Linked DNA regions of Mus musculus: regions 2, 3 and 4 are each linked to region 1. Evidence: chromatin contacts called from public HiCAR-type, HiChIP or PLAC-seq and promoter capture Hi-C data. All regions are on one chromosome and are shown on one strand. The core of a region is the stretch at or near the end of the contact, and the rest is flanking DNA. Distances in the headings are between cores, read along the strand shown.

Region 1 (7,802 bases), core at 2,711-5,210:
TTTGCCACACAGCTACTGATTTAAATATGGGGGGGGGGGTGCACTTGCATGTGTGCTACTGAATGTCACCGTACATGTGAGTATCAGAGGACAAATTGTGGGAGTTGGTTTTCTCTTTCTGCCATTCAGGGATCAAATTCAAATGATTACGCTTGGGGCAGTGCCTTTATCTACAAAGGCATCTTGCTGGTCCAGGTACTAACTTCAGCACAGAAGTTTGACTAACAAGAAATAAATCCAGCCAGCTACCTGGCCGTTGTGCCAATTGCTATCCCTGAGCTATAACCAGTCTATAATTGTTAGATGGTCTCTCTCTCTCTCTCTCTCTCTCTCTCTCTCACTCTCTCTCTCTCTCTCTCTGTGGAGTCACACTGCAGTGTAGTTTGAATAGAGATTGATTTGAAATGACAAGGTCTAAAATTCTTCACGATGGGTGTACACTCTGATGTTTGTCCTACTGCTTACAATAAAAAGATTTTTTTTAACTCATTAGAAACATTCAGAAACAATCAACTCAAGTAAGATGGCTAATAGGTAATGTTTATTGAAAGTCGGTCACAGTTACCTATGACTGAATTAGACTCAAAAAGAGAACAATAGTGTTCCTGGATCTGCTACTTACAGCTTATTCACACGTGATAAAGTTTCTTATGGTTACCAAGAATGCATGGATGAAAATAGTTGCTGTATGTGAATTGCTTCTTAAACGAGGTATAATGACTGAAAATGACCCTTCTGACTTTGTCCAGGTGTGCAAATGGCTCTGCTCCCTTGTTGCCACCTCCAAGGAAGCTTTCTGAAGAAATACTCCAGTGTTGATCCTCGATTCCTAAGAAATTGATTCATCTGCTGTGGGTTAAGTTCCTAATTTGTCTTCTGAGGAAAAAAAAAATCAGAAGTTAGTTCACTTGTGAAACAGGAGTCAGTGCCTACTTAGAAATTCTATCAGTGACACAAGAAATAAGCGTAGTGTCCTGTAGGGGACAGAATTACTTGCCTTTCGTGATGAATTGTACACAGATCATTTCCAGTTGCACGTGTCAAGATAGAACAAGGGAAGTGATGTAGCTCAGTTGCTATGGTGGTTGCTTTGCAAACATGAAGCCCTGGGATGCTCTTTAAATTTTTTTCTTCGCTCATACAATACATCCTGACTGCAGCTTCCTCTCCCTCAACTCCTTCCAGTGTCCCTTTCTCTCTCCTCCAGTCCCACCCCCTCCACTCTCCACTCCCCACTTCTGTCTTCCCCCAGAAAAGAATAGGTCTCCCAGGGACATCAATTGAACATGACACAGATACAAAAAGACCAGGCATAAACACTCACAACCAGGCTAAGTGAAGCAATGCAGTAGGAGGAAAAGGTACCAAGAGAAGAGAAAAGAGTCAGAGACACCCTGAGTCTCATCCCCATGGTCACGAGTCCCCCCAAAAGACTAAGCCAACAACCATACGTAGAAGACCTAGTTCAGACTTTTGCAGGCTCCATGATTGCTGCTTCCGTCTCTGCAAGCTTTCATGAGCCCTCCTTAGTTGATTCCTCAGGCCATACTCTCCTGGTGCCCTTAACCCTTCTGGCTCCCACAATTCCTCCTCCCCTCCTCCTCTGGGTTCCCTGGGATTCCCTGAACTCTCAAGCTGAAAAGGAAGGGAACCAAAGGAGATTTCTAACCTGGGCTTGCTTTCTGCCTGATGTTTGGTTGTGGGTCTCTGCATCTGCTCCTATCAACAGCCTGAGACAGGCTCTCTGATGACGAATGGACTAGGTACCTGTCCATGAGTATATCAGAGTAGCCTCTCCTGAAGCCCTGGGATCTTATCTGAGCACTGCCTCAAGCAGGCATAATGGTCTTTGTTTACCATCCTGACACTAAGTATGTGGATGTAGGAGCATCACTAGTTCAAGGTCATTCTTAAAGGTCAGTCTTAGATACCAAAGACTTTGTCCTAAGAAGAAAAGAAGGAAATAACTTTGTCTCCTTTAGATCATTTATAAGTGTTCTGCCCCTTGACATTTAGGATCATACCTTATAACAGAATCATAAGTTTCTAAAACCCAGTATTAATTTACGTCAAGTGGGCTTAACCTGGAAGTGTTCAGCACAGAGTCCCTGACCCAACAGTATTAACATGAATTTATCACTTAGGAGTGGAAGCTTGAACACCTGACATATTTTAGAAGGATTTTCATTCTAGGAAAAGACATTAAGATAGAATTTAGGAATTAAAAACCTTAAACCCATGTAGACGTGTTCTGGGATCTGAATTACATGGAATTATGCCAGAAGCTTGTTTTTGATAGAACTCATATCAAGAGCTTCAAAAGTGAGACTTTTCAAAGTCTTAAAATCCTTAGTGTGATGTATTTGATATCCAAAGACTTGTAGGCAGAATGAATGTTAGCCACGGAAACCAGAGTAGTTTTCCCAGTAACAGGTCCACAGTGATGCAGGGCAGTCGTGGGGGTGGGGGGGGGGGGCGGGCATTTGCTTAAGCTGGGGGCTAGGCCAAATGTCTCTGCAGGCTTTAGGTTTATTCTAACAGGACACTTCTTTTGCTTTAGAAACTCCTAACTTCACACATAAAATGTAATCCAGCATCCAGGGACGAGGCTCACCCAGCCTCTGATAGCACTTGAAACGCCATCAGTTACCAGCTTCATCCTCCACCAACTTTCACTGGGGCTTCATGAAATCTGTTTCCAAATATGGTGAACATTCCTCTATTGCCAAAATGGGAAAAACAGCCTTATCCCCTCATCAGAAGCCATCTACAAGGAAATCAGCTTCCCTATGAAGTTCCCAAATAGAAAAAAAAAAAAAAAAAAAAAGCACATTTCACATTCCGTGTGCAGCTCCTGGGAGGTTTGTCCCAATGCCACGGGGCTCCAGTAAACGTGAAATCATAGCTCTTAATAATATGGACATCTTTCTAGAAATGCTCTAAGCAGAACTTGTCCAGTTAGGGAAAAGGGAAATTTATTTGTACTTATAGAGTTATGTGGTGCTTGTATTTCTATACTTTACATAGGAGATTAAATTCTTCCTCTTCTATATTTGCACACCAGAAAGTTTGTGCCCAGGGGTGTGTGCGTAACATGTACTTTATAAATGCACACAGTACAGCCAGTTTGAGATATCTACAGGTGTCTTCCAGACGACTTAGTCTGGGTGTACAGGTGGTCCCTTTAGGCCATCTTGCATAAGCCTGGAGAAGGACTCAGATTCAGCCCTCTCTGGGATACCCAACCCTTCTAAGCACATGTGTCTCTGTGCCCACTGCAGTACCTCCAAGAACTTCAGTGAGGACCTGTGGGTGGCCCTTTGCAAAAGTCTCCAAACCACCTCAGCCTACACAGAAACTTGCAGCATCTGGGTTCTTTCTCCTCTCTTAATCTCCAGGATCACTGAAGACCAGCAGCATTTGTCTATGCCTGCCAGAGAGGGAAAGGCACCGACAAGCTCCCAGACGCCAGCTCCAGCCCACTGACTGAGTCCATCCCTCCCTGGGCTGAGGGAACCAGACCTGGTGGGCAAAGCCAGGCAAAGATTCCTCCCTTCTCACCTCTCCTTGTCCCCCTTTACTCACACCATCTGGGAGCATCAGCCCCATCTTCTTGAGTGGCAGCAACGTACTTTCCTCCCAGGCTGGGCATCAATGGCCAGGCCACCCCCACCCCGGCACCGTTGCGTTCCAGGTTCCGAGCCCCAGAGGCTGGCTCGGAGGGCTCCCTCGTCCGTGTCCCCCCCCCCCGGCCCCCCCCCCCCCCCGGCTCCTCCGTCCCCGCCCCGTCGCAGCCGGAGGCCACCCTGGGCCCCGGCGAGCGCTAGCTCCTGGGCCGCCCCCTCCTCTCTCCCCCATCCCAGGCGGGGGCGCGCGAGCGGCGGTGACGTCAAGGGGCGCGCGGTGGCAGCACCTCCCCGCGCGCTAGTTAAAAAGAAGAAGAAAAGAGGGAGCGAAACATGAGAGGCTGTGTGAGAAGCTGCAGCCGCCGGCAGAGGAGACCTCAGCATCCTCGGGAGCCCAGCGCCAACCCTGCCTCCGCCCGGCCCGCTGCCACCACCGCCGCCCTTTCGGTTCCTGCTACTGTCTCACCTAAACAACTCCCATTCAGCGGACAAGCGAAGTTCTATGACTCTCTTCTCCTCTCCTTCCTCCTCTTCTTCCAACTCCTTCTCCTCCCACTTCCCAACCGCTGTGGAAAGCCCCTAACCCAACAGACGCTGGCAAGGCTGCGGACAAGTGTCATCTGCACTTTATCTTGCTGCTCCTACTGCCCTAAGGCAAAGTTGCATAGCTCTACATCTTTCTTTCCCAGCCACCTCCCTCTGCCCCCAAGAGCGTCCCGCCGCCCCGCAGCACTCTCCTGGAGCTGCGCCCTAGTGCCCCTGCTGGGCAGTGGCCTTTCCCCCACCCCATCCTCCCGCGTCCTGCCCTTGCTGCTCCGGGCAGACGATGCTGAAGATGCTCTCGTTTAAGCTGCTACTGCTGGCCGTGGCTCTGGGCTTCTTTGAAGGAGATGCGAAGTTTGGGGAAAGGAACGAGGGGAGCGGAGCGAGAAGGAGACGGTGCCTGAATGGGAACCCCCCAAAGCGCCTAAAGAGAAGGGACAGGCGGGTGATGTCCCAGCTGGAGCTGCTCAGTGGAGGAGAGATCCTGTGTGGTGGCTTCTACCCACGAGTATCTTGCTGCCTGCAGAGTGACAGCCCTGGATTGGGGCGTCTGGAGAACAAGGTAGGCAGTCCCCTGCCTCGTACGTGTAGCTTGCTGAGATGCTGATAACTGCAAGAGAGTCCAAACCTAAGTAGTTGTGATAACTTTTCTAAGGTGATTAAGTGTTTTGGGTGTGTGTTCTCAGCAGTGTGCAGATAGATAGCTCTTCCTGCTCTGGAGTCGGTTGTGGGGATGCTGGTCAAACTTGCCTATCTATAGAGAGAGACTTTTTGTGGTACCCGCGTCCTGGTCTGAGCAAATATTTCAAAAGAATCGAGATTAGCTGTATTTTGGATCAAATGGAGCACTTGGTGAGGTGAAACTGTAAATTAGGGTGGCTGTGGTTTCCGGTTTACTTTTCTGGGGGCAAAAAAGATTTGTTCAGTTTTCTCCACGTGCTCTAACTAGCGAGCAGATTGAATTATAAAGGCTCTCCGGGCACTGTTGGTTTATGATCCTAAACCCAATCTGAAGGGTCTAGCGTGCATGACAATGTGTTAAGTCAGGAGAAGGGAACTCCTGGTACTGAAGAACTTGGGAGATTTTGCTGGACCTTCTTACTCGGTGGTTTGTCCTTCTTGTATCGTGGATCCAGGTTTTCACTGGTACTCCGTAGTCTAGGAGGATCTTGTCTGGAAACTTATATTTCTGAGTGATGACATATGAACTTCCCATGCATGATTAGCTTATCCAAGAAGTATCTGCCCCGAGTGCAAGAGGTCACTGGTCTTGATTCTGCATCAGATTTATTTTTACATGGGATGCTGTGCTGTGTGCTGTCTGTGGGATCCTGTCATTAACAATCACTGCACGGGGAGATAAACAATCAGGTGTCTCTGCTTCCCCTCTCTTTGCCCATTTTAGGTTTAATTAAGAATTCCTGTTACAAGCCTGCAGTTGTCAAGGTCTGAGAGACACTTGGAAAACTTGTGCTCCACTCTTGCTGGCCCAGGCACTAAAAAAAAAAAAAAAAAAAAAAAAATGCCCAAGCTGAATCTAATTTTTATGCTCAGTTCACGGTAGATTTCACCCTATTATCATGTAAACAGCTCCTGCGAATCAACATATGTGTCTGGGTGGTACCTCTCACTTTGTTTTGTAACAAAAAGCCATATTGCATCATTTAATTTGCTCAAGTCATGCAAATAGGAAAAAAATCAATAGGACAAAAAGGGGTCGGCTTATCCTCCTCCCTACTAAACTGCTGCCCACACACAGCGCCCTGTTGCTTATGGCCAGGGAATAACAACACCGCCATTGTGTTTGTTAGTTGGTTCACTAATGGCTGAAACTAGAGAACATCATTCTCTTCCAGTCGCCAGCTCCGTCCAAATGTCCATGCCTTTTGAGGGAACGTTTGTCCGGCCCACTCTGTTCCCAGATGAGTGAGAGCTGTCTCGTGCGGGTTTCAGCTGAGGCTCCCTCTTTATTCTTACCATATGCAGCCGTAGTCTGAGATGGGGAGCAGATAGTCCAGCAATTTATTCACAACAATGTCATTAAGCTCCAGCCTCCTAATTGAATGAAGCAACAGAAAGAGCTCAGTCCTGAGCATCTTAAAGGCTTCTCCCGGGAGTCCCCACCCCCATCCTCAAGGGGGAAACTCAGAGAAAGGTGTAGAAATATTTACTCCCCATAAAGTGTCCCTGGGTGTCATGTATGCTGCGAATATGAAGAGGATTCGGAGCCCCCCTGCAGTGCTGACCTCTTCCAGAAACATGTGGAATGCAAACTTTATTCTATAGTGAGGAGAAGGGGCAAGAGAGAAGACTGGGGGAGCGGGGGAGGGGGGTGTATGGGGGGGGGTGTAGATTATAATCCTTAAGGGAAGATACATTAGAAAAAACCTTAAGGAAGATAATTATTTAGGCAAAGTCTGCTGTGTTAGCTGTGCATGTTCCTGTCTAAGCCCTTCCAATCTCCACCAGACTCCACCAGATTTGTTTGGAAAAACGTGCGGACCAAGTTGGATCCAGCAGCTTGTGCTGCTCTGTTGCAAGTGGTTTATAAACAATACTCAAATTGTTCAAGGCAGAGATTGGGTACAGCCATACCCGTAGATTCTTGACCTACGTTCTCACTTTTTAATAGTTTGTAAAACATGTTATTTTATAATAAACATCAGTGTCTCCCTTCCCCCCATAAGCCTTCCCGGATTATAATGTATGTTAGGGTTTCATTTTATAAATGTGCGTACAAGAGAGATGGAGGGCTATTTTAATGAGCCATTTGTTACTGTTATTTTTCAAAAGAAAAATACTCCCTGAAAAGATTTTTACATTTCATCAACTTTTCAAGACAAGTAGTACTACGCAGAGTGTCCTGAGGGAAGAAATTTCTAAGACAAACAGATAATGAGAAACTACTCAGCAGATTGAGCGTGCCTAACAAACGTGCTTTAGTGAGCTAAACATTTAGTTCCGTCTCTCAGACTTTATTACTATGTTCGTATGTTTGAATTCCTTGTAGGTTTTAATAATGTTATGTAATATATCATAAAGTTATGTGTTAACTACAATAACGCATAAGAGATGCCAAAATTTAGTAGGATGTGTTGTCTTAGCAAAATTGCTGCAGACCCTAAATACAGCATGCTAAAAGGATCTAATTCTCATTATACCCTATCAAAATACTCCAGTTCTTAAACTTAACTTGTAGTCACAGAGGAACAGCTTCTCTCTCTCTCTCTCTCTCTCTCTCTCTCTCTCTCTCTCTCTCTCTCTCTCTCTCTCTGCCCTGGTGGTTTCACAGCCAAAGCTGTCAAGGAATGGGTGAAAAGTAATTGTTTTCAAGTGTGCCCTTTTACAATCACTTGTTTGCTCTGGCCCTTGCAGGGACAAAGGCTATTGTTGAACACATCCAACTAAACAAATAACTCATCCCGGGGTCCCTTTAACAGCTGCCTTCGTACAATGATCTATTTACATATTAGCCTAAAATTGAAACTGAACTCTTTAATGACATAATCCAGCACCATAGTCCAGAGGCGCGTGTGTTCTGCCCAACAGCTGAACAGGCTTGCAGGCATATGATTTTTTAGAAATTGCTTTTCTGTGGACCAAGTGATCTTAAAGCGACATCTTAATATACTG
Region 2 (7,802 bases), core at 2,179-4,678, 820 kb before region 1:
TACTTCTACACTACTACTACTACTACTACTACTGCTGCTACTACACCGCTGCCGATGCCTGTTTTTAATGTGATGCTGGTGATCACACCTAGGGCTTCATGCATGACAGTCAAACAGCCTACTAGCTGAGCTGCATCCCTAACTACACTTTTTCTTTCAAAGGACTCTCTGTGCTGTCTAAACTTTAGATCCCATCGTAGAAGGATCTAAGAGGTAGGAAAGGATCTGAAATCACTCACTGAACATTCTAGAATGCTGTCTGTAACTCATCATTGGGTGGGGAAAACTGCACAGCTAGGTTCTACTGGAATTGGTCTCTTGTGAGGTATGAGCATACTGTCAAAGCCATGGACCACAGCTTAGAGAAGTGAGCATGAAGAATAAAAGGGATGTCTGATGTTCTACAAAAAAGTCAGACATATCCATAGACTGGAAAAGCCATCTAGAAACAAGAGTGATGTCATATGGTGACTCGGAAAATCAGGCAGGAGATGTGCAGTTAAAGTTGGAAGCTGGAGTAACACTACCTTTTCAGAGTTGACTGATGTGATGCTAGGGCCATATGCTTTAAGGAAGAGGTCTAAATTCAGAAAGATTCTCAAATTGGGCTTGGTGGTGCTCCCTAGTGATCCCAGCTCCAATGAGGCAAAGGCTGGAGGATCAAAAGCGCAAGGCCATCCAAGATAAGGCTAGCAGAGGATTCATAAGAACAAGTCTCAAGACAAAACAAAACACCCTCCAAGCAGGCACCTGCGTTCCTCTCTGGCTGCCTCGGGGTTCTCACCCAGGGTTAATGCTGTGCTCACTCTCTTTGTTGCCGAATGTATCCAGTTCTTTTCTAGCTCCTAGCAGCCCCAGCACCTGTGGATCTACATTGTCTGTGGCTTCTCCAAGCTGTATGCTGCACCTATGGGTCCTGAGAGTTCTGTGTGAAGTCTTTAGCTCAAAGGAGTCAATCTCAACCTACTCCCCCTCCCCTCTTGAAGGGTGAATTCTCCAACATATGCCTAAATATTTATATATTTTTCTTCCATAAAATGTATCAACTAAATTATAGACATTTGGAGGTTAATTACCTGTAATATTTTTTTCTTTCCAAGATAGAGGAGGAGAGAACGTGTCTACCCTTCCTCACTATGGTATTCCAGTATCAGACATTCTGTAAACATTTGCTGTGGAATAAAACTCAGCCCATTTATATATAATAGCATTTCCCAGAATGCCAATTATTTACTTATTTATTCATTTATTTTTTTTGGAGAGGTTCTCACACTGCCTCAGCCATCTACATGCTAACATCAGAAGCATGCGCCATCACACTGCAAATCTTATAATGCACATACATAAATATGATTCAATACATGATGTGAAAGTGGTATAATTTAAATATAATATATAATTTTTTATATAATAATGTGTGGTGGTTTGAATATGTATAGTCCCCATAGACTCATGTGTTTGAATGCTTAGTCCATAAGGAGTGGCACTATTAGGAGGCGTGGCCTTGTTGGAGGAAGTATGTGCGTGTTTGGAGCGGGAGGGCTTTGAAATTTCCTATGTTCAAGCTATGCCTGGTGTGTCACTCAGTCTCCTTTTGCTGCTTGTGCAATATGTGGAGGCATATCTCATGGGCTCAAGCATAAATCTTAGGCAATACTTTTAAAAATTATTCATTTTATGTGTATGTGTGTATGTGTGTTTTGCTTACATGTATGCCTGTGATCCATGTGCATGCCTGATACCTATGGAGACTGGAAAAGGATAGCTGACCTTCTGGGACCATAGAGGTTTAAGAGTAAAATCCAGATTCTCTGCAAGAGCAGCCAGTGTTCTTCACCCAGAGCCATTTGCCAGGTCTTAATGCAACACTTTAAATTCATCTTCTTTTTTGGAGATTGGTTCTTATACTCTATCAAGCTTAGGCTGACCTAGAACTCACAATAATCCTCCTGCCTCAGTTTCCCAAGTGCTGGGGTTGCAGGTGTAAGTTTCTAACTGCAGGTGTAGATTTTTGTATATAGAAATGGAATAAGTGAAACTTATTTGGGAAAAAAGCTCTATTTGAAATTCCAAAAGTTAAATAATACAAGATAGATTACACTTTTCCATTTCAAAAGCACTTTATGGCAAAAACAAAGGGCACTGTCTCTTCTTATATGCAAGGGCTTTTGTCTTATTATTAACTTAGCATCTACTTTTCTTTTCTTTCTTTAATTTCTTCACTCCTGCCTCCATGTCTCTCTCTAGTCTTTCTTTCCCTCCCCCTCCCCTACCTACCTTGGCAGGCCTGGGATTACAGGGGTTCTGCCAGGCAGGGCTCCCAGCACCTTTTCCTCTTTACGACCCCCAAGGTTTCAGACTCAGAACACACATTTATTAGGAGAGCCCCAAACTCATGCTTCTCAGAAATGCTTGTTTATCTATTTGTATTTTCACACAAACTCCCTTTTTGAGACAGGGCCTCTTTATGTAGTCCTGGTCGCCTTAGAACTCACTTTGTGGACAAAACTGGCCTTAAACTCACAGAAATCTGCCTGCCTCGGCCTCCCAAGCGCTGGAATTAAAGACATGCATCACCATGCCCAACTCTTTAAAATTTTTGTCTGATTATATTGCCTTCTAAAATTTGTTCCAAGGCTTTGTTTCAAACACACCCGTAAAGAAGAGTCTGTTACAAGACTGTGTCAAACTCAGCCCAGATATAATAACTGTAAAACACACAAAAAGGCAAATAGAATTAGGGTACCCAGAATGATTTCTTTTCCTGTCCAACATCCTAGCGCAGGTTTTAAACAAACACAACGCCAACTGGAAGAAACAGCCCATGAGTGGAAGCAGTGTGAGACTTTATCCTGTCTTAGAGATACACGCAGCTGAACGCTTTGTGGAGGCTAAGCGGTAGCATCACTCGGTAGAACAGCTCCTGGGTCAGGCCCTAGGCACCCAGGAGGTCCCCCACCCCCTTGGTCTCTGGGTGCACAGTGAGGGTCCTAGCGCGCTCCTGGTCCGGGAGACGCAGTCCTTCAGTCTCTCGAGCAGCCAGGACCCGCTTGAGTGAGTTCTCCTCCTGGCTGGGTTATTTTTTCAGACTGTCAAGTAGGGAAATCCTTCCGAAAACTCTGGATCGCGAAGGCACAGCCGAGTACAAACTCCTGACCCTGGGGGTTGTCAAGATGGCAAACTCAGTCGGAGCTGGCGAGAGTGCCCGGCACTCCCGCTCTCACACTGGGGTGGCGCTGCGTTCCCGGAGACCGCCGCCTTCCATAGCGCGCGGGCCCGGGGCGGCGGGGCGGCGAGGACCCCAGCGCGCCTGCTGACTACAGATCCCAGGGTGCCTCTGCCATCTCGCTCCCTCCCAGCGCCGGCCCCGCCTCCCCAGCCCTTGTTGTTTTGGCTGGAAGCGCTCCGGAGGAGTTTCAGAGAAAGTCTGGGCTGAAGCTAGAGGCGACCGATCGTGGGAAGGGGAGGCAGAAAGGCTAGGAGGAGGAGGGCCGGGGCCCAGGCCGCGCCTCCCCGAACCCGCCGCGCGCCCCCGGGGTGGGGGAGGAGCGCAGGGGACAGGACAGAGGGGTCCCTCCCCGAAGCAGAGCCGCCCTGCGCCTCGTCCCTGTGCTGATCCCCGCCCTCATCCGAGGCTGGAGCGCAGACCCACCCTCCCACCGCGGACCCGCGACCTCCCCGACGCCCGGCGACGCCCTGACCCTCGCTGCTGGTCCGCGAACTCCCTAGGCTGATCAGGACCTGCCCCTGTGCCGGCTGCCACCCGGACGCCGCACGCCTTCCCAGGCGCCCTTTTCCGAGCAGAGGGAAAGAGAAGATCGAGCCCCTCTCAGTGTGAATGCGCCAACGGGCGGAGCGGAGCGGAGCGGACACCGCGCGCGGGCATTGTGTGTGCGCGTGCAGCGTGGGGTCCGCAGCGGGGAGCACCCGCGGGAGGTCCCGTTTCCAAGGGGCGGAGCGCAGGGCTTCCAGTTCTGGGCTCCCTGTCCGGACAGAGTCCCAGCGGAGCCCGACCGCTGCCTAGGCGGCGGGACGGCGCGCCTGGCGGCCAGGAGGGCGCACTGAAAGAAGGTCGGCGAGCCCTGGTCCCCGCGGTTCCCGATCGAGTTCCTCTTCAGTCCGCGAATCTGCGGGAGAGGTTCGATCGCCGACACAGGGCGCGGGGAGCCGGGCCGCCCCGTCGGGGGAATCTGAGACGTCCTCTGGGCTGCGTTTGACTGCCGTGCCCGCCGTGCACGGAGCGCGTCCACTGTGTCCACCGACCCCTTTGGTGTCTGGTCCTCGAGTCCTCACGGCGTGCACCATGAGCGGCGGCGAAGTGGTTTGCTCGGGATGGCTCCGCAAGTCGCCCCCGGAGAAGAAGTTGAAGCGTTATGTAAGTACAGGTCAGGTCACCGTCTGCCCCGCTGCAGCAGCCTGCGCGCCCGGTTGGCTCTTCCACGAATCCCGCCCTCCTTTTCCTCGATCCGTCTCTCGGCCGGCGGGCTCCGGACCGGGTGCGGTCCACTCCCACCCTGACGTCCACTCGGCGGCCAAACTTTCTCCCTCCATATTGCAGACTGCCTCCCTTGTAGGCCTCGTTGCCTGTTAGAGAAGCCCAGTTTTCCAGCTCAAAACTGGCTGCATACTTTGGTTGTTGTTATTTCCATTTAGCAAGGGTGGAGTGAAACAGGGAGAAAGAGCCTTCTTTTATTATCTGTATCAGATTCTCATGGAGCTGTTAAATCTCCCCTCCCCGAGAAACCGCGGAGGTAGTAAGTACTCATGGGTTCTCGATTGGGTCCGCGCCCGCTCTCCTTTGCGCCTCCAGGAGGTGGAGGGAAGTGAACTGTGGACGCAAGAAGTGGATAATATAGGCAAACTTCTCAAAATATTCGCTCAAGGGAAAGGGGAAAAAAGTTCTTATGAACCCTGCCGTCTGCTTAGCATTTTCATGGTTTTGCTTTGAGGACACTGGATTTTGGCCTGAGAACCCTGGCGGTTTGATTCGGCAGGAGGGCGCTGGGGGGAGCCTGGTGGCTGGTGTTTGGGCGCCTTAGAAGCGCTGTCAAGCCCCGCAGGAGGGGACAGCTGAAGCCAACAGGGATTTCTTGATGCTGGCGTTTCTTTTCCCGGGCACCAGAACGGCTTAACTGGTATTTGCGTAATTGATTCAAGATGCTGATTGTGAGATGACTGTGTTCACGGTTAGGAAAACTGTATCTTGAAGGAGCCTATAATACTTGAGTGGAACTATATCCTCATCGGGAATCTAGGGTCCTAAGTCTTCCTTCAGATTGGCTAATTTTGCGATGTACCCTGTCAGTAAAGAAATGACACTTTGTACCGGCATTTGAAACAAGTATTTTTAGGGTGAAATGTGTTTCCCAAAAGCAAAACGTGTACCCACTTAATTAGAGTTTACTACCTGTTTTGATGAAACCTGTTTCTGGTGGAGGGGCGTCTACACCAAGAATCATCGGACTACTCGCTTGCTTGTGTGAAACCAGGCAATATTTATTTTCACGGAGCTCACCAGCGAGTTTCGGGCTCACCTTCTGGTATAATTTAATACAGCCAAGTAATTTCATTGAAAGATGTGATTTGACAAATTGTCAGAGGTTCCCCAAAGATGTCTCTCCATCTGTCACAGTTTGCTTGGATTTCTTGGTAAAGATGGCAACTTGATTCCAGAAATTTGAGAGTGGCAGTGACATCTTCAGAATTAGTTCTAAAGAGACGATTGTGGTGAGGCGATGAGGGGTGAGGAGATAGAGGTAAGGCACTATTTAGGAAAGACGGTTTTAGGATTCTTGAGGAAACTAAAGTACAATATATTTGCTGATCATGCAGTCCGGTGCATTCTTTCATTACTTATGGCCTGCCAGACATACTGAGTTCTGTACTAGGCACCAGCCACAAGGTAAGGAGAAAAGCCTTGCAGGGAAGGAAAATGACAACTAATAAGGGACAGATATGGTGGTATTATATGCCCAATACCACCCAGCACTCCAGAGGCAGAAATGGGAGGCTCCGTGGACAAACTGGTCTCCATAGCAGATTCCAGGCTAGCCAGGACCGTGTCTCAAAAATAGAAAACACAAGCACAAAAACCAAATACAGCTGATTATTTATAAAGATATTAATAATAATATGATTATGTTTACTTATATGTATCATTATATGACCACAGCAATGTTCTCCCACAAAAGTCCCAATCATGCCAAACCTGTTAGCTTCTGAATCAGGGAAGAGTGATTGAATTCAGGGGGGTCTGCGAAACGTGAAGCTCAGATTAAGTCTAAGGTCTTTTCAGTCTAGACTTTCTGTGAATTAGCTGAGAACTCAAGGAAGAAGAACCAATCGGATACACAGTGCTCCAACCTTTGCTCCTAAGTAGTTTTTAAAGTTTGGGGAACAACAAAGTCTTAAAGTAAATGCAGAGAAAGTCAGCCAGAATGCAAAGTGGCTTTTATCTGCATGTCTACATTGAGTGGTGGTGTTTTTATAAATGCCTTCAGGAGAAAACTCAGTCCCTAAATTGTGTTTCAGTAAGCAGGAGGTGGGGGAAGCCAAGGGTTTTCTTGCTTGGTAGAAAACTAGTGGTTTGTGTGTGTGTGTGTGTGTGTGTGTGTGTGTGTGTGTGTGTGTGTGTGTGTTTGTGTGTGGGTATGCACATAGGCATGTATGCACATGTGCGTTTGTGGTGGCCAGAGGTCAGCCTCAGGCATGTCATTCCAGTGGAGCTACCCACCTTGCTTTGCTCAAAGGGTCTCACTGGGATCTGGGGCTTATGGATTAGAGTCGGCTGTGGGCTGGTTAGTGAGATCAGGCATCCTCCTGTCTCTGCGTCACCAGTGTTGGGGTTATAAACTGCAGCAGCATGCTTGGCTTGTTACAAAGGAGCTGGGGTTGGGCTGAGTTTCTTGGGCTTCTGTGGAAAGCATTTTATCACGTGAGCCATGTCTCCAGCTGACTAGTGTTTCTTTACAGTTTAGTGGAGTAGGTGAGGATGGCCCAGGATGGTAATAGACAGGTGACAGCCAAGAGGATGACTGAGGTCTGCTAAGTGACACTTATTTGTCAGGTTTAGTCCTCAGATTTGACATCCTCGGGATGTTGAACCTTTGACTTGGGCATCCATCCAGTTTGATTTTGTTAAAGGGATGGCTACGTAGGATGGCTATGTGTATTTTTCTATTCTTTTCCTTTTTTCTTTTTTTTCTTTTTGGTGAAAGGAATCCTGCAAAGTAGGCCAAAGAATGATTGATAATTTTTTTTGTTTGTTTTTGTTTTAGTTTTTCGAGACAGGGTTTCTCTGTAAAGCCCTGGCTGTTCTGGAACTCACTTTGTAGACCAGGCTAGCCTCGAACTCAGAAATCCGCCTGCCTCTGCCTTCCGAGTGCTGGAATTAAAGGCGTGCGCCACCACACCCGGCTGATAATGGTTTTTATTTTTCAAATTTTTATGTGTGTGCCTGTGGGAGTAGAGCCCAAGGCCTTGAGCCCAAGGCCTCACACATAATTCCAAATGTTCTGCAATTGAGCTGTTTTCACACCCTTGACAGGGCTTCTCTCTCTCTCTCTCTCTCTCTCTCTCTCTCTCTCTCTCTCTCTCTCTCTCTTCTCTCCCTCCCTCCCTCCCTCCCTCCCTCCCTCCCTCCCTCCCTCCCTCCCTCCCTCCCTCCCTTCCTTCTTTTTTTTCTGATAGGCTCTCACTGTGTAGTCATGGCTGGCCTGAAACTCACAGAGATTTGTCTGCTTCTGCCTGCCAAGTGCTGGGATAAAAGACATGTGCCACCTTGCCTGGCAATATTTTTAAAT
Region 3 (7,802 bases), core at 1,669-4,168, 680 kb before region 1:
GTTTGTTTTGTCCTGTTCTGATGCTTTTCTTCTTATTCTGTAGATGCCTGCTTGTTTTCTAGTGGGAGACAGAGAGGGTGTGGACCCAGATGGGAGGGGAGATGGGAAGGATGGGGAGAGTAGGGGGAGAGGAACCAGCAATTAGAATATATTTATAAGAAAAATCTATTTTCAATAAAAGAAAATGTTGCTTACCTTTTATTATTATTATTTATTTTTGAGGCATGGTCTTATGCAGCCTAGGCTCTTGAACTTGCTATGTAGGTAAGAACCACCTTGAATTTCTGACCCTTCCACTTATATCCCAAGTATTGACAGTACAGGTGTATGCCATCGTGCCCTGTTATATGTAGTCCTGGAAACTGAACACAGGGCCTCTTTCATGCCAGGCAAACACTCTACCATGCGGAGACGATCCTTGATCCCTTTATTCATTTTTACACTGGTGGGTTATCTCACCCAGGGCTATCTGCATACCAGGCAAGTTCTGGACCACTGAACTACATCTTCACCAGACCTTAAAAATCACATACACACCCACCATGCTCTCGTGGTAATTATAAGAGATGATGGTGAGTGGGTTCATCAGCTTCAACTAATCATTCATAATATATCTGTATTTCTGAACATCACATTAAATACCTTGAATAAACACACTTTCACTCTTGTGCTAGGGGTTGAAGATACCACTGAGCCAAACCCCTAGTTCATATAAACTTTATCTGTCAATTATACCTCTAAAAAAGCAGATAAGAAGTAGATTTTCACTACTACAACACACTTGTTTAAAAAAAAATTGTGAGACTGCTTAGTGGAGAAAGAGGCTGCCAGGACCCACATGACAGGAGAGAACCAACTCCTCAAATTTATCCTCTCACCTGTACACATGCAGACATGTGTGCATATCTCCCTACCATATATAATCAGAAAACAATGTAATAAAAATGAAATGCTGACAAGAATTAGAATATACAGCCCACAATCAATTTTTAATAATTCCACAAATATACTTGTTTGAACACATTTTTGAAGTACAAAACATTTTCAGATAGTACTTCATAATGAACATACTTTTATGTTAATGATTGTTAAATGCTACTAGTTCATTTTAAAGGTGTACAATATTCTTAATATTAATATGTTCAATTTTAGCCCTTTACTAGCTTTTTGCCACTATAAAGACTACGCTGAGAATTATTGTATTTAACCACATATATATGTAAGCATTACTATATCTTTGAAATACTTTTTAATACTACTTTTTGTTTTGTTTTTTTGTTTTTTCGAGACAGAGTTTCTCTGTATAGCCCTGGCTGTCCTGGAACTCTCTGCAGACCAGGCTGGCCTCGAACTCAGAAATCCGCCTGCCTCTGCCTCCCGAGTGCTGGGATTAAAGGCATGCACCACCACCACGTGGCTTTATACTACTTTTTAAAAAAAGATTTTATTTTGCTGGGTGGTGGTGGTGGCACAGTGTACACCTTTAATTCCAGCCTGGTCTAAACAGTGAGTTCCAGGACAGCCAGGGCTATAGAGAATAACCCAGTCTCACTCCCCGCCGGCAAAATATTTTTAATTATGCATATATGTGAGGGGGTTGAATCCCCTGGAACTAGACTTAACAGTTATGAGCTGACATACGGGTGCTGGGAATTGAACCAGTGCTCTTAACCTTTGAACCATCTCTTCCAGCTCCTTATATCTATTAGTTTTTGGAGACACTTTTAGTGTCTTTTAGTCTAGGCTGGCCTAGTAGCCAAGGATGACCGTGCCTACACTTCTCTAAGTGCTGGGATTTGGGGTACGAGTCACGGCATCCAGATTAAATAGTGCTAGGACTCAAGCCCAGGATTTCATGTATGCTCCCCAACAACTCACCAAATGAGCTACAGTATGTTAAACGAGAGCGTTTTCAGGTTCTCCATTTTAGTTAACGATTATTCGACTGGTTAAAACATTTGAAATTATATATGAATATTATCTATTCCAAGAAGTTTGAAAGTAACTCTGGAAAAGACTTTTTATTCAACATAGGTGGGGACTAAATAATGGGATTAATTAAGATAAAGATCTTTTGTGCCTGGGAGTAGGTGGGGGATGAATGGAACAGTGTTTATATTCCGTAGGATTCAGTAGCCTCCATGACAGCCTAAGGCAGGATAAAGAAGCAACACGAATAACGAACACTTGTTTCCTCGGTGTAGCCCTGGCTGTCCTGGAACTCGCTCTGTAGACCAGGCTGGCCTCAACTCAAGAGATCCGCCTGTCTCTGCCTCTGTAGTGCTGGGATTAAAGGTGTGCGCCACCACGCCTGGTAAACACTTCTTGAGACAAATGTGTATTTGTTTCATGCGAAAACTCGCCATCATTTGTCTGCCTTTATCTGCTGCCATTCTAACAGGGCAGCGCGTCTTCTGTCTTAACTTGAACTTGACAAACGCCGAACTCTCTAAACGAAGCCGACTGACGGAGCGAACACGCAGACTTTTTAATTCTGAGGTGATTTTTCTTCTCAGGCGTCCAACGTCACTTAACGTCACGCCCGTGAGCGAAGGCGGCAGGACGACGAAGGCCAGCCCAGGCCTTTGCTCCTTGCCTAACAGTCGCGCCGTTCCCAAGAGGGAGCCCTAGCGCGGCGGAAGACAGCGAGCCGAGCCGTTACGGGAGCGCCGAAGACCCAGCTCGCGTCACTCGGAGGAGCGGAGGCGCAAAGCACCGCCGACGCGCTTCCTCGAGGCCCCGCCCACTCGGCTCCACAGCCCGCTAGAGGCCTGGAGGAGGCGGGGCCAAGGAGGAGCATGCGCACGCGCCCTCGCGAGCCGGCCTTCTAAGGGGGAACGAGCGATCTCGCGAGGGTTGAGAGCGGGTGGCGTAGGTAGCTGTCCTGGTTGGCTGGAGAAGAGAATCCACTCCCGGAGAGGAGAAGGCGCCGGGAGGCCTCTGAGAACCTTCCGTTTTCCTTTCCCTTTCCCTCGGCCCTCCGCCTCCTCAGAGTCAGCCCGCCTTCCCTGACCTCCGTGACCCCGCTGGCCCCGCCCACTCCCGTCGACGTGATTCCCGCCGTGAGGTAAACGCCTGTGGAGCAGAGTCCCGCGGAAGAGGACGGCGAGGCGAGCGGCGCGGCTGGGCCGGCTCGGGTCGGTGGCGGAGCCCTCGCGCGTGAGAGCTTCCGGGCAGGTCTCACTCCTCCGGCGGCCCGGACGCCCGTGTCGCGCAGGCCCAAGCCGCTTCCCTCGGCGCCGCGCCTGCCCGTGGCCGCGGCGGGTGACGCAGCCGGAACATGTCGTCCGCGGTGGAGCCTCCGCCGCCCCCGCCTCCCGAGAGCGCGCCTTCCAAGCCCTCGGCGGCGGGCGCCGGCGGGAGCAGCAGCGGCAACAAAGGCGGCCCCGAGGGCGGCGCGGCGCCCGCGGCTCCGTGTGCTGCGGGCTCGGGCCCCGCGGACACCGAGATGGAGGTGAGCGCGGCCGTGCGCGGGGAGGGAGGGAGGTGGATGCTCGGCCGGCGCGTCTCCTGCTCTTCACCTTTACCTTTTCCCCTCGGTGTAGCTAGCCTAGCCCGACCGCGGATCGCTCTTACGAAACACATGTTCCTGATTACTGGGGCCGAGGGGACCCGTTTCCTCCATTGCCAGGCTCCCCCAGAACTCGCTCAATTTCTCCCGATTTAGGTTTTAGTTTGCACTAAACTTTGAGGAAGGCGAGGGAGATGCCCCTCCGGAGTGGGATTCCCGGGGCGAGGGGCGACGTTTCCCAGCGTCGCAGCTGGGGACTTGCGCCTCCAGTGCCTCATCCCCGTGCTGGCGGGGGCGGCATCTGTCTGTTCTGGGCAGAGACAATGGCGAGAGCTGGAGGGCCGAGTGCGCAGTGGGGATAAGCGGGGCGCAGCTGCTTGTGTGCAACGAGGGGAAGCCCCTCCCGGGCCCTGCTCCACCGGGAGGGGAACGAGCGTGACAGCCGCAGCACCTGTCCTGGATCCCCATCCAATTACGGGTGTATGCATGGAGAACTGAATGAATGGGAGCCTCGGGGAAGGATGATGGGCTTCTAGCTCTGCGCATTGCTTCCTTTTGAAGCCATTCGGAGGATTCGCTGTTGAACCACCTTCTTGGGGCTCCAGTGGGCCAGATGATGGTGACAATACTGGAGGAAGCGGGGAGAGAGTGGAAAATGGGGGAGCTGCCAGGCAGGTCTCTTTGGACATGCTCCCAGGCATTGAGTTGCCTGGGAACAAAGTTACTGCTTCCAATTTTTATTCTTGGCCTTGGCCTTGTTTTGAGGTATTCTGTAGTTCCAGTCTGAAGGAAGACTCCTGGGAGTTTTAATCCTCAGATTGGAAGCAATACTATAAAAGTGAACTTTAGTGCAGGATTTACACTATAAGGAAATGATGGTGCAGTCTGCATTACTTTTATGAGGCAGCTTGGGTGAAATAACGTTAATCTTTGAAACAACTTTTAGTGGGGAAGGTAGGTGTTAGTGTAATGCACCAATTTGAAGTGAATGCAGTTTCAATTTAAAAATGTACTTGATGCCCCCCCCCCCCTTTAAGGTTTTAAGTGGCCTTTTGAGTTTTTAGTGCTGTTTTACTTGGATTCTTAGATTTCTATTCCATGAAATAAAAGAATCTGGACACCAGTGACACTGGTGGCTTAGGCCTTTTAATCCCAGCACTTGGGAGGCAGAGGCAGACAGATTTCGGAGTTCCGAGTCCAGCCTGGTCTACAGATCGAGTTCCAGGACAGCCAAGGCTACACAGAGAAGCCCTGTCTCGAAAAAACAAAACAAACAAGCAGTAACTGACATAAACAGAAAAGAAAATGCGTGAAGAATAAGATTGAGAAAAAAATAGAAACTGTTGATATTCCTATACTGAGAAGACTCAGTTTACTCATCTGATTAATGAAAATACCACTTATTTTGTGTTTTCACATTTGTGTTTATATTTAAGTTTTAATTGAAAAATAGCAACTCAAAAATTAAAGTATTTTATTAGGGTTTAAATGCTCCTGGCTATTTTATTGTCCTTAAAATAATTATCATCAGACTGCTTTTCATCGTCTTAAGTGAATTTAGAGTCAGAATTAGTTTTGAGTTGAGTACACTTGCCTAATGTATTTGATGACCTTAGATACGTTTTACAGTTGGAAAAAAAGACATTGAATTATTTTTTTGGGTAATGTTCTAGGAAGTGTAAATTAGGGACTAGCTAATGCTTCCTTTCTTGTATACATTTCTATAAAATAGCACAGTAGGTAGATGGAATTTTATGATACAAAGAGAACTTTGTTCACATTCAAGTTACTTAATTTGTATTTATAATTTTATTGAAAAAATATAGATTTGTCCATATGGCTTGTATAGAAAGTAATTTTGCCTTAGGGTGTAAATGATATTTTTACCCCAAAAGTTATATAGTTTATAATTGGGAAAAGTGATTATCCCCATAGTATTTTATTTCATCCATATCAGGTTTCATGTCAGGTTATCTGATAGCCATTAAATATCTTGGGACGGGCCTTGGAGCAAGAATATTATTTACAATTTTTTTTAAAGAAATGAGTATAATGATAGTTGACAATCCTTAAACAATTTGATGATTTTCCTTTCCTACCAGGAAGTATTTGATCATGGATCACCTGGAAAGCAAAAAGAAATCCAAGAACCAGATCCTACATATGAAGAAAAAATGGTATGTTCTAGACATGTGAATACTTTATAATGAACTTCTTTGTTAAGATAATTAAATCTACTAAACTTATGTATTTACTTAGAAGCAGTCAGAATGTCAACAGAACAGCTGTTTTTTGTTTTTTTGCAGTTATAGAGTGGTATTCAGACAGAACAATTATCTTTGTATAAGCTTCATCAGAGACAACTGAAGATAAAACAAAAACAAAACTGAAAAAAACCCAAAATATTGCCCCTCCACATATATAACTAATTTGTGCTGTACATCAACAAGAACCTGTTTTAAATTTCCATGCCACTTTACAATCCCTAGACTGTACCAGGCAAAGCTAGTGGCTATTGAAAATATTACAGGACAGGGCTATCTAAAGATACATTCTGTAGTGTGTTAACTGTGCAAAGGAAAGACACTGTGCTGTTAGAAACAAATCTGACACAGCCTTACATTTCAATTTTTTTTCTTTAAATGGAGTTAGTTGTATTTGTGTGTGTGGGGGGGGTTAAATGTTTTATAGACAAGGAAAAAAACCTTTGAGAACCACCTTCCTCTTCCTCATCCTTTCATCCTCTGCTTCAGCTTCCTCCTTTTTCTTGCTCATTTCAGCCTTTACTAACCCTCCCCGCCCCCCTTTTTTGGCCACATCAGGTTTTCCTTTAGTTCTGTAAGCCGCACTATCCTTTTCGTATTTCTCCTTCAGGTTGGTAGGCTCCTTGTCACAGGGCTGCTTATCACCTGCAGCAGTGTTGTTCCACATCTCTCCCAGTTTCTTTGCAACAGAGGACCAACCAGGATGTCCTCCTTTGGTTTTTGGACAATACTCAGAACAGAATGGCAGGAGGCCTCGGGTGCTTTGGTGTCCTTGAACTTCAATTTGGTCTCCCCTTTGTGTGTGGGTGATGTGGGTTTTTATGTCAAACTTTGCCATGTCTTCAAATTTCCCCTTTTCTTTAGCAGCAGACATGGTCTTCTGCCTCTCTGAGCACTTAGGGAACCTGAGGAGCTGATAGAAGCATCCGGGTGCTGCTTCTTGTGCTCTTCTGGAAAGTTTGCACAAAGAATGCATATAGAAGACATTTGCCTTTTAGCTTCTTTGGGTCTCCTTTGCTTGCCCAGGGTTAGTTGGTTTTCCATTGTGAGACACAGAGTCACCCAGTGTCTGGCTCTCACTTGCTCTGTGGAGCTCAGTTTACTGTAATTTTGTGTTTAATTTTTATAAGTAGAACATAGATATCTAATTGAAATATGTATAACATGGGATATTGTTTGCCTACATAAACCAGACAAGTATTTTAGGAAGGCTACATAGTATGATATAATTACTCACTTGCATTAAAAAATACCTTTAAAGAGAGCATTGAAAATGATTGTAAAAAATTTCAGCAAATTGTTGTCTGTATGTCTAGTTTTGTTCTTCACTATGTTCAATGACTAATTAATGCAATTTGGTCTCCGCTTTCTCTCTCTCTCTCTCTCTCTCTCTCTCTCTCTCTCTCTCTCTCTCTCTCTCTCCCTCCCTCCCTCCCTCCCTCCCTCCCTCCCTCCTTCCTTCCTTCCTTCCTTCCTTCCTTCCTTCATATATGTGAATACACTGTCACTGTCTTCAGACACACCAGAAGAGGGCATCAGATCCCATTATAGATTGTTGTGAGCCACCATGTGGTTGCTGGGAATTGAACTCAGGACTTCCGGAAGAGCAGTCAGTGCTCTTAACCAACGAGCCATCTCTCCAGCCCTGGACTCAGCATTCTTACATTGTGAATGGGTTTGTGTTTTTCTTGTGCTGAGGAGCAAACCTTGTGCATGTGTTTACTGTTGAGCTACAGTATCAGCTTCTTGAATAGAGCCTTACTTTATAAAAAGGAAGCTTGATATTTTACTCTTTTTACAGAGCCAGTTTACATCATGTACTTTGCTCAACTTAGTACCTAAAAAGAACTTTATGTTTAAATTCAGTTTTTGATAATAACAGCCAACAGTGAATGCTTATTATGACCCTGTTCTGAGTGCCTTATATATATATGTTTAAACTCAAGAACATTTAGACTGTTTTTTTGTTTGTTTATAAGACAGGGTCTTACTATGTAGACTAGGCTGGCCTTGAACTCAGTTCTACC
Region 4 (7,802 bases), core at 2,197-4,696, 550 kb before region 1:
TCGAACATCCTTGACGAAGAAGGCACTGATGGGGTTGCCAGCCCGTGACACTTCTGAACCAGGAGCTGGTGCCAAGTTTTCCAGGTAGCCAGAGGATGGCTGTACAGTCAGAGTGCAAAGGATTTCATCTTTGGAAGTGTCTACATCTTCAATGTTGACATGTTGTGGGGTCAAGAGGTTCTTCCCACCTTCATATACGATGAAGGGCTTTCTTACCAAGACCTTGGGGGCCATGTTATCCACGGGCAGTACTGTTACTTCCACCAGTACCCTCTCCAGTATGTTGTCTCTCATGGCCCGGTGATAAGCATCTTTGGAGAGGATGAAGCTGAAAGTATCATGCACCCTTTGGAAGCCAATTTCACCACTAGTGTGAACATAGCTGACTGCCCCACCAAGGAGGTCCTCTTGGGTGACTTGCTCTGCAGGCCAACCATTCACTAGAATCATGCCCAGTTTAGGCTTGTCCTCCACAATGAAAGATAGCATCAAATCATTTGTGTTCTTTCTGCCATGAGTAACATCCATAGTGATCTCAGAAGCTGCATTTTCAAGGACAGTTAGAGAAGTAGCCAATACTGGAGTCCCTGTGATAGAAATCCCAGGACTTCTGTCAGCCACAGTGGGCTGCACAGAAACCTGGACAGTGATGGGTATATGGTGCACTCCATCACTTACCTCTAGGTAGATGACGTCACTGTCAGTCTGGTCTCTGCTGTTCTGATAAGAGATGCTCCCATTGATAACATCAGCTAGCATAAATGATTCTCCTGGAACCATATATTTTTTAAAGTACTGCAAGTGTCCATGCTGGGGACCCCAAACTAAAATGAAGAAAATTTGATCATCATTGGTGTCAGGGTCTGAAACATTAAGTTCACCTCTGCCAAGAATAAAGCTATCTCCCTCCAAGACAGCGAAGCCTCTATTGATGACTTTTGGTGGCTGATTGTTCAAAGGCTGCAGGAATACTGTGAATGTACCTGACACACTGTTGCCTGCAGTGTCTTCCACCTTATAGGTGAATTGTACAACTCGAGGTACAATGCCAAGATTCCTCTGTGGGGGTCGATAAGCAATTTTTTGATGATTGACCTGGGTTTGGGTAAAATGAACGATGGGTCTACCTGGTGAATCAGTGAGCACGATCTCTCCAGCCTGGACTTGATGGTTGCTGTCAGCGTCTGTTGGTCGCGTCAGTAGAGTGTACCACAGGTTCTGTTCATCTGAGTTCTGGTCAGTGTACTGGAGGTACTTCTGCTGGAAGGGAGTGAGCTGGTATCCTTGCACTGTCATTTCTAGGGTCGTTTCTGGAGATAGCTGAGGCTGCGACGTATCTGCAGGCTGGATGCTGATGGTGAAGAAGTGCTGGTTGGAGAGGTTTGGTGGGTCCTGGTCATCCTGCACATGGAAGGCCAGATGAGCCACTGGAGATGGGCTATGTGGTCCAGGATGGGAGAAGAACAGTCTCCCTTCCATTATGTCTCTCTGCAGCCACTCAGTCACTACCGTCTCATAAAGGCCCTCCTTTTCCACATAGTGCCAGTCACTGTACAGAAGGGACGAAGGGGGCTCAGCCTGCCTCAGCAGCATGTTGCCTGGGTGCTGGCTTGAGCTGTAGGAACCAGGGGCCAGATCTTCATGTGTTTCTTCCTCTTTTCCTTCCAGGTGTTCGTCTTCCAACACAAAGAGGATAGCTGAGTCCTCAGAATCAATATCGGTGGCACATAAGACAAAGGGGGATATCTGGACCACTTGCCCTTCAGTCACGGAGAGTCCCATGTTGGCGGTGAGCACTGGTGCCGCATCATCCACGGGCACGATAGTGATGGGGAAGAGGAAGTCCACCCGGTGGTGCTCACCCTCCATCTTGAGGATGATGTTGTCACTGTAAGAGTCACTGCCATCATGCTGGTACACCACTCTCCCTGCACTTAGGTCTGCCAGTGTGAAATTCTTGCACCCAGCAGGTGCCCCATGCACTACCAGCTGCCCGTGTTGCAAACCTCTGACTGCAACAATTTTTATTTCTTTGGAATTATCTTTATCACTGACCTGAAAGCTTAGGGCATCAGACAAGGGCCTTGCCTGGCCTTCAAACACCACAAGTCCTCCTCTGTAGCTAGCTATTGGAGCCAGCACATTCATAGACTTTACCACCACCATGAAAGCAAAAGGCTCAGAGGTGTCACCATCTTCATCCACCACCTGCAGTTTGAGCTGAAAGACGTGGTCCCCTTCTGAGCTCCCCGTTGGGGGTCGATAGGCTATTTTCAGCTCTCGAAGCTCTTTCTGGGTAAAGAAAGAGACTGGAAGGCCCAGGGGGTCATCTGTGTTCACCACATAACCCTGTCCACCATGGTGTCCAGGTGGGGCCTCGGGTACATTGAGAATGTTGAAGACTAGGTCGTCAGGGTCTGACTCGCTGTCTTCTGCAGCCAGCACATCAGGTGTCAGGGCTGTCAGTAAGGACTGTTCAACCTCCACTATCATTAGAGCCGCGAGACTAGGTATTGGTGCTGTGCTCCTGGCTCGCTTCTGGATTCTGACTTGAATTTGGAAGTACTCCTGGGCCAGCACCTCCACTGACCTAGTACCTTGTGACTCTGGTCCAAGCAGCTCCACTAGCATGGGCACATAGTCCCTGCTGGGTGAGGATGGTGTGGTGGTATGCTGGTAGCGTACGCCAGCCTGGATAAAAGCCTCACAGTCGGCCAGATGGCCCCTGGAGAGAGGGTTCCCAGCGGTGTCCACCAAGAGTCCATACTTGGGGAGTGGTCCGCCAGGGTGAGGAAGCACGGTGAGCCTGCACCTGCTCCTGGAGGCAAAGTTTAGCACTCTCCTGTCGATGGCATGGCTGCAGCCTAGCACTTTAAACACTTTCAGTGGCCTGTTGCGCGCCACCAACTGAAGCTTGGGGAAGACTACATTCACTTGCAGAGTGAAGGGCAGCACCAGCGTGGAATTCCCTGCGTCATAGCGCACCTGCAGCTGTATCCGGGTTCTTGTGGAGCTGGGCGAGCCGAAGTGAGTGTACTTAACCTGTTGGGCCCCGAAATCACAGGGAAATTGGTGCGGGGAGAGCGCGCCTTGGAGCCGCGGGAAGTCCAGCACTGTCACCTTGCACTGATCCCCGCGCTGCACTCGAATCACTAGATCCCGCAGTGGGTTAAGCCAAACCGAGCGGCCCTGTGGCACTTGGAACCCGGAGTTGGCGATCAGAATGCCAGGGTTCTGGTGACTACCACCATTAAGCGCTCCCCAGGGAGGCAGGTAAAGCTCACAGTGGGACACGTTTTCACTCAAGGGTACCCTTTCCCTCAGTGCACAAGTCAGAAGCAGGCAGGTGAGAGTCACTAGCAGCTGCAGGGACATCCCAGGAAGGCTCAGAGAATCTCCAGCCATAGTCCGATGGAATTCTGGAGTTGATATATCTAGAGGATGCCCACTCCAGTGGAAGCAGAGAGACTCTGCGGGAGGGCGGGGATGCTTGGATCCCGCCAGATCCAGGAGCTGCAGCAACTAACAGCAACGGACAAGCTCTCTCTGTCTTTTGCATTCCAAGTCTCCACCTGAGCTGGTGTCAGTGGCCCCCCAGATGTGCCCCAGCACACCGACACATAGCGAGCATGCAGGCACTCCCCGCCGCTTCCCAGTGTCTTTAGCCCAGTTACCTTGATTTGTCACAGCCTTGAGTTGCCTGCCTCCCACTGTCTTCTTTGGATACCCCTTTCTCTGGGAGCCACAAGAGGATTGTTCCTCGGGGCTGGGAAAGTGAGAGTGACTGCGCCTGGGTGAGTTATGTGCGTGGGAGACACCGCTGGCATGGTCTGTTCACCCAGGAGGAATAGTGTCTCTGATTGAGTGCAGAGCCAGTCTCTCTTACCGCTGACAGGAGTGCTTTTTCTCGCCAAAATTGAGTTTCACGTTGGACATTAAAAAAAGCTGGTGGGAGGGATTTTTGCAAAAAAGAATTTCCTGTCTGTCTGTCTGTCTGTCTGTCTGTCTGTCTGATGAAGCAGCTTATTCCAGGTCTGTCAATTCTGCACGTTCACAGCAACCCTGGTAGTTTCTTTGCAGGGTCTTTTTTTTTTTTTTTTTTTTTTTTTTTTTGCGATGAGGGAACAGGATCTCTCTCTCTCTCTCTCTCTCTCTCTCTCTCTCTCTCTCTCTGTGTGTGTGTGTGTGTGTGTGTGTGTGTGTGTCAGGGACGGGGCAGGGGCAGCTTCAGGGTTTGGAGAGTGGGGAAGCAACAATTTCCAGGCTGGCAAACTTGAAGAGCTTTTAATCTGTTCCCAGTGAATGGGTCTCACACAAAGCAATTGGGTGTGGGGGGTCAGCTTCCTGTGGCTTTCTTAGAATGTAGTTTCCATACCTGATCAACACTAGACATTAGCTGTTTCTTTTCTTTCCTGTTACTTTCTTGGTTGGAAAATATACATTAGCCAGGGGAGAGGAGGTAGGAGCAGCAGTGCCCAAGAAAACCCCACAACTAAATCTCTGTGATAATCCATTGCACGCTCGGAACCAGGCTTTCAAATGATGGCCTTTCCTGTCTGTGAGTGACGTGAGTGCCAGGTCTTGACTTGTCTTAATTTCTTAGGGACTAGAAGAATCTGGTCAGTCACTGTTCAAGATAATCCATGTCACCTGATTCCTTTTTTTCATGTCAGGGACATTTTAGTGACTGAAAATAGATGCATGCAAAACTCTTGGTTAAAAAAAAAAGCTTCAATTGGATAATATAAACCTGGGGGTTATATCCACAAATTAATCTTTCGATCTTTCTGCAGTGTTGCAGATGGTTAATTTACTTTAGCAGCAGCAGCCACTGCTGCTGCCATAGCCAGGACCACACCACTGTTTTTTTTTTAAATTTTTTTTAATTAGGTATTTTTCTCGTTTACATTTTCAATGCTATCCCAAAGGTCCCCCATATCCACCCCACCCCCAATCCCCTACCCACCCACTCCCCCTTTTTGGCCCTGGCGTTCCCCTGTACTGGGCATCTAAAGTTGGCAAGTCCAATGGGTCTCTCTTTGCAGTGATGGCCGACTAGGCCATCTTTTGATGCATATGCAGCTAGAGACAAGAGTTCCGGGGTACTGGTTAGTTCATATTGTTGTTCCACCTATACGGTTGCAGTTCCCTTTAGCTCCTTGGGTAATATCTCTAGCTCTTGCATTGGGGGCCGTGTGATCCATCCAATAGCTGACTGTGATCATCCACTTCTGTGTTTACTAGGCCCCGGCATAGTCTCACAAGAGAGAGCTATATCTGGGTCCTTTCAGCAAAATTTTGCTAGTGTGTGCAATGGTGTCAGCGTTTGGAAGCTGATTATGGGATGGATCCCTGCATATGGCAATCACTAGATGGTGCATCTTTTCGTCACAGCTCCAAATTTTGTCTCTGTAGCTCCTTCCATGGGTGTTTTGTTCCCATTTCTAGGAAGGGGTAAAGTGTCCACACTTTGGTCTTCCTTCTTCTTGAATTTCATGCGTTTAGCAAGTTGTATCTTATATCTTGGGTATCCTAAGTTTCTGGGCTAATATCCACTTATCAGTGAGTACATATTGTGTGAGTTCCTTTGTGATTGGGTTACTTCACTCAGGATGATGCCCTCCAGGTCCATCCATTTGCCTAGGAATTTCATAAATTCATTTTTTTAAATAGCTGAGTAGTATTCCATTGTGTAAATGTACCACATTTTCTGTATCCATTCCTCTGTTGAGGGGCATCTGGGTTCTTTCCAGCTTCTGGCTATTATAAATAAGGCTGCTATGAACATAGTGGAGCATGTGTCCTTCTTACCAGTTGGGACATCTTCTGGATATATGCCCAGGAGAGGTATTGCTGGATCCTCCGGTAGTACTATGTCCAATTTTCTGAGGAACCACCAGACTGATTTCCAGAGTGGTTGTACAAGCTTGCAATCCCACCAACAATGGAGGAGTGTTCCTCTTTCTCCACATCCTCGCCAGTATCTGCTGTCACCTGAGCTTTTGATCTTAGCCATTCTGACTGGAGTGAAGTGGAATCTCGGGGTTGTTTTGATTTGCATTTCCCTGATGATTAAGGATGTTGAACATTTTTTCAGGTGCTTCTCAGCCATTCGGTATTCCTCAGGTGAGAATTCTTTGTTCAGCTCTGAGCCCCATTTTTTAATGGGGTTATTTGATTTTCTGGAGTCCACCTTCTTGAGTTCTTTATATATATTGGATATTAGTCCCCTATCCGATTTGGGATAGGTAAAGATTATTTACCAATCTGTTGGTGGCCTTTTTCTCTTATTGACGGTGTCTTTTGCTTTGTAGAAGCTTTGCAAAACCAAGAATACCTTATGAGCTTGAAAGTGTTAATCTCTCAGAACGGCCACGGGTGGTATTTGTGGTCCATTAGAGCTGAATGCTACTCCACCTCATTAGCACAGATCTGTTCATATAGCAGGATTGTAAGAGAAGTACATTTTAAATAATGTATGTTTAAGCTTAATTAAGCCATGTTAACCCAGCACATCCAGAAAACGTTCTTTTAAACATGCATTTTTAAAAATTTAAGCACAGCTATAACTCCATTATGCAAGAACGAAGCATTATATTCCAAAAAGCTGCTAATTGCCTTACATAAAGAATGAGTGTCATAATCAAACATTTCAAATGGTTCTTGTTTGGAGACAGTGTCTCATGTATAGCTCAGGCTTGTCTTGAACTTGTGATTCTCCAGCCTCAACCTGTGACTGCTGGGCTCTAGGCATGCATCACGTTGTTTGATACAACAGAACTCTGTTTTTTAGGCTATGTATATTAACTCTTACCAACTGAGCATTTAAGATGAGTCTTTTGGTTCCTGTCTAAGCATCCCTTCCTCTCAGGCAGTCTCTCCACACTGCAGAAGTGGAGATGGGGAGGTGAGATGATAAATGAATCTTAGGTTTTGCTCTCTGTCCACCTCTGCTCAGCATTCACCTTTCTTATCATTTTTATATCTGGGCGGCCCCCACAGCTTGCCAGCTTATTTCTCCTACCTCTGACTTGCTCTCTCCTTAGGGCACTTTGGTCAGGCTTTAGACACAGAGAACAAACTCTTGCTCCGGTCATCAGTCGTCTTTATCGTTGATGTGGTCACACTTTTCTACTTCCCCTCTTCCTTTCCAGTCACAAGGCTCTGCGAGTCATGTTGCTAAATTTCATATTCATGCATGTAGCTATCAATTGAAGCCTGTCTTCCTGGGTAGTCTTAAAGCTCTATACCAGCAGGGAGAGTGTGGCAGTCACCACAGATGCCTAAGAACAGAGGAAAGGAAGCAACTGTGAGGTAGTAATGACTGATTATAAAATTTAGGCATTCATCAGAAGGAACCAGTACAGCAGGTATAACTTTTCTCCTTTCCCTGAATGCACCACTCCTTTCCCAGAATGCACCAGCTCATTAGAAACTGCTGTCAACTGTGCTTAGACTTCTCAGACTTGTTTTCTAGCCAAATCTTCGTTTCCAAAGAGTAATTTCTTCTATCCATGTTGCATCTCTGTATTTCATCACCTCACATTTATCCTTTGAACCTGAGCTGCATTCCAAATCTATCATTAAGCAGGAGAGAAACAAAACAAAATGATAAAGCATATGCTCTGATCATATCTTATAAGTCCTACATCATGTGACTCCTGCAGAAACCTTGCAAAGTGGCTACATCTTGTCTCTAATTTATATTCAATAAAGAATACCACTTCATCCAGTGGCCACAAGAGCTAAATGGATTACTCCTCATAAAAGGATTCTTCGAATACTGCCAAGCACACAGTAAG

Evidence for each region. Promoter capture Hi-C pulls out the DNA fragments that hold promoters and counts their contacts. HiCAR-type assays count read pairs that join an accessible place to other places. HiChIP or PLAC-seq counts read pairs in DNA pulled down with a chosen protein or histone mark.
Region 2: a HiCAR-type map of astrocytes shows a contact between it and region 1, with 2.5 times the contacts expected there. The contact joins the promoter of Gab1 here to the promoter of Hhip in region 1. A contact is called at or near these places in 1 of 39 promoter capture datasets (cranial neural crest), 1 of 484 Hi-C or Micro-C datasets (embryonic stem cells) and 1 of 115 datasets of contacts at active chromatin or transcription factors (astrocytes).
Region 3: a contact with region 1 is called in a promoter capture Hi-C map of frontonasal cranial neural crest. The contact joins the promoter of Smarca5 here to the promoter of Hhip in region 1. A contact is called at or near these places in 2 of 39 promoter capture datasets (cranial neural crest and frontonasal cranial neural crest) and 3 of 115 datasets of contacts at active chromatin or transcription factors (astrocytes, embryonic stem cells and large pre-B cells).
Region 4: an Esrrb HiChIP or PLAC-seq map of embryonic stem cells shows a contact between it and region 1, with 6 times the contacts expected there. The contact joins the promoter of Frem3 here to the promoter of Hhip in region 1. A contact is called at or near these places in 1 of 39 promoter capture datasets (embryonic stem cells) and 1 of 115 datasets of contacts at active chromatin or transcription factors (embryonic stem cells).

The regions. Positions count from the first base shown.
Region 1 is chr8:80,054,166-80,061,967 of GRCm38.p6, reverse strand. Hhip (Hedgehog-interacting protein) reads left to right here and starts at 3,960. Exons shown (of 13, transcript NM_020259.4): 1 at 3,960-4,731. The coding sequence starts at 4,453. RefSeq lists an enhancer at 5,492-6,234.
Region 2 is chr8:80,876,105-80,883,906 of GRCm38.p6, reverse strand. Gab1 (growth factor receptor bound protein 2-associated protein 1) reads left to right here and starts at 3,428. Exons shown (of 10, transcript NM_021356.2): 1 at 3,428-4,375. The coding sequence starts at 4,304.
Region 3 is chr8:80,734,575-80,742,376 of GRCm38.p6, reverse strand. Smarca5 (SWI/SNF related, matrix associated, actin dependent regulator of chromatin, subfamily a, member 5) reads left to right here and starts at 2,918. Exons shown (of 24, transcript NM_053124.2): 1 at 2,918-3,454; 2 at 5,614-5,688. The coding sequence starts at 3,281.
Region 4 is chr8:80,606,683-80,614,484 of GRCm38.p6, reverse strand. Frem3 (Fras1 related extracellular matrix protein 3) reads right to left here and starts at 3,446. Exons shown (of 8, transcript NM_001167898.1): 1 at 1-3,446. The coding sequence starts at 3,405.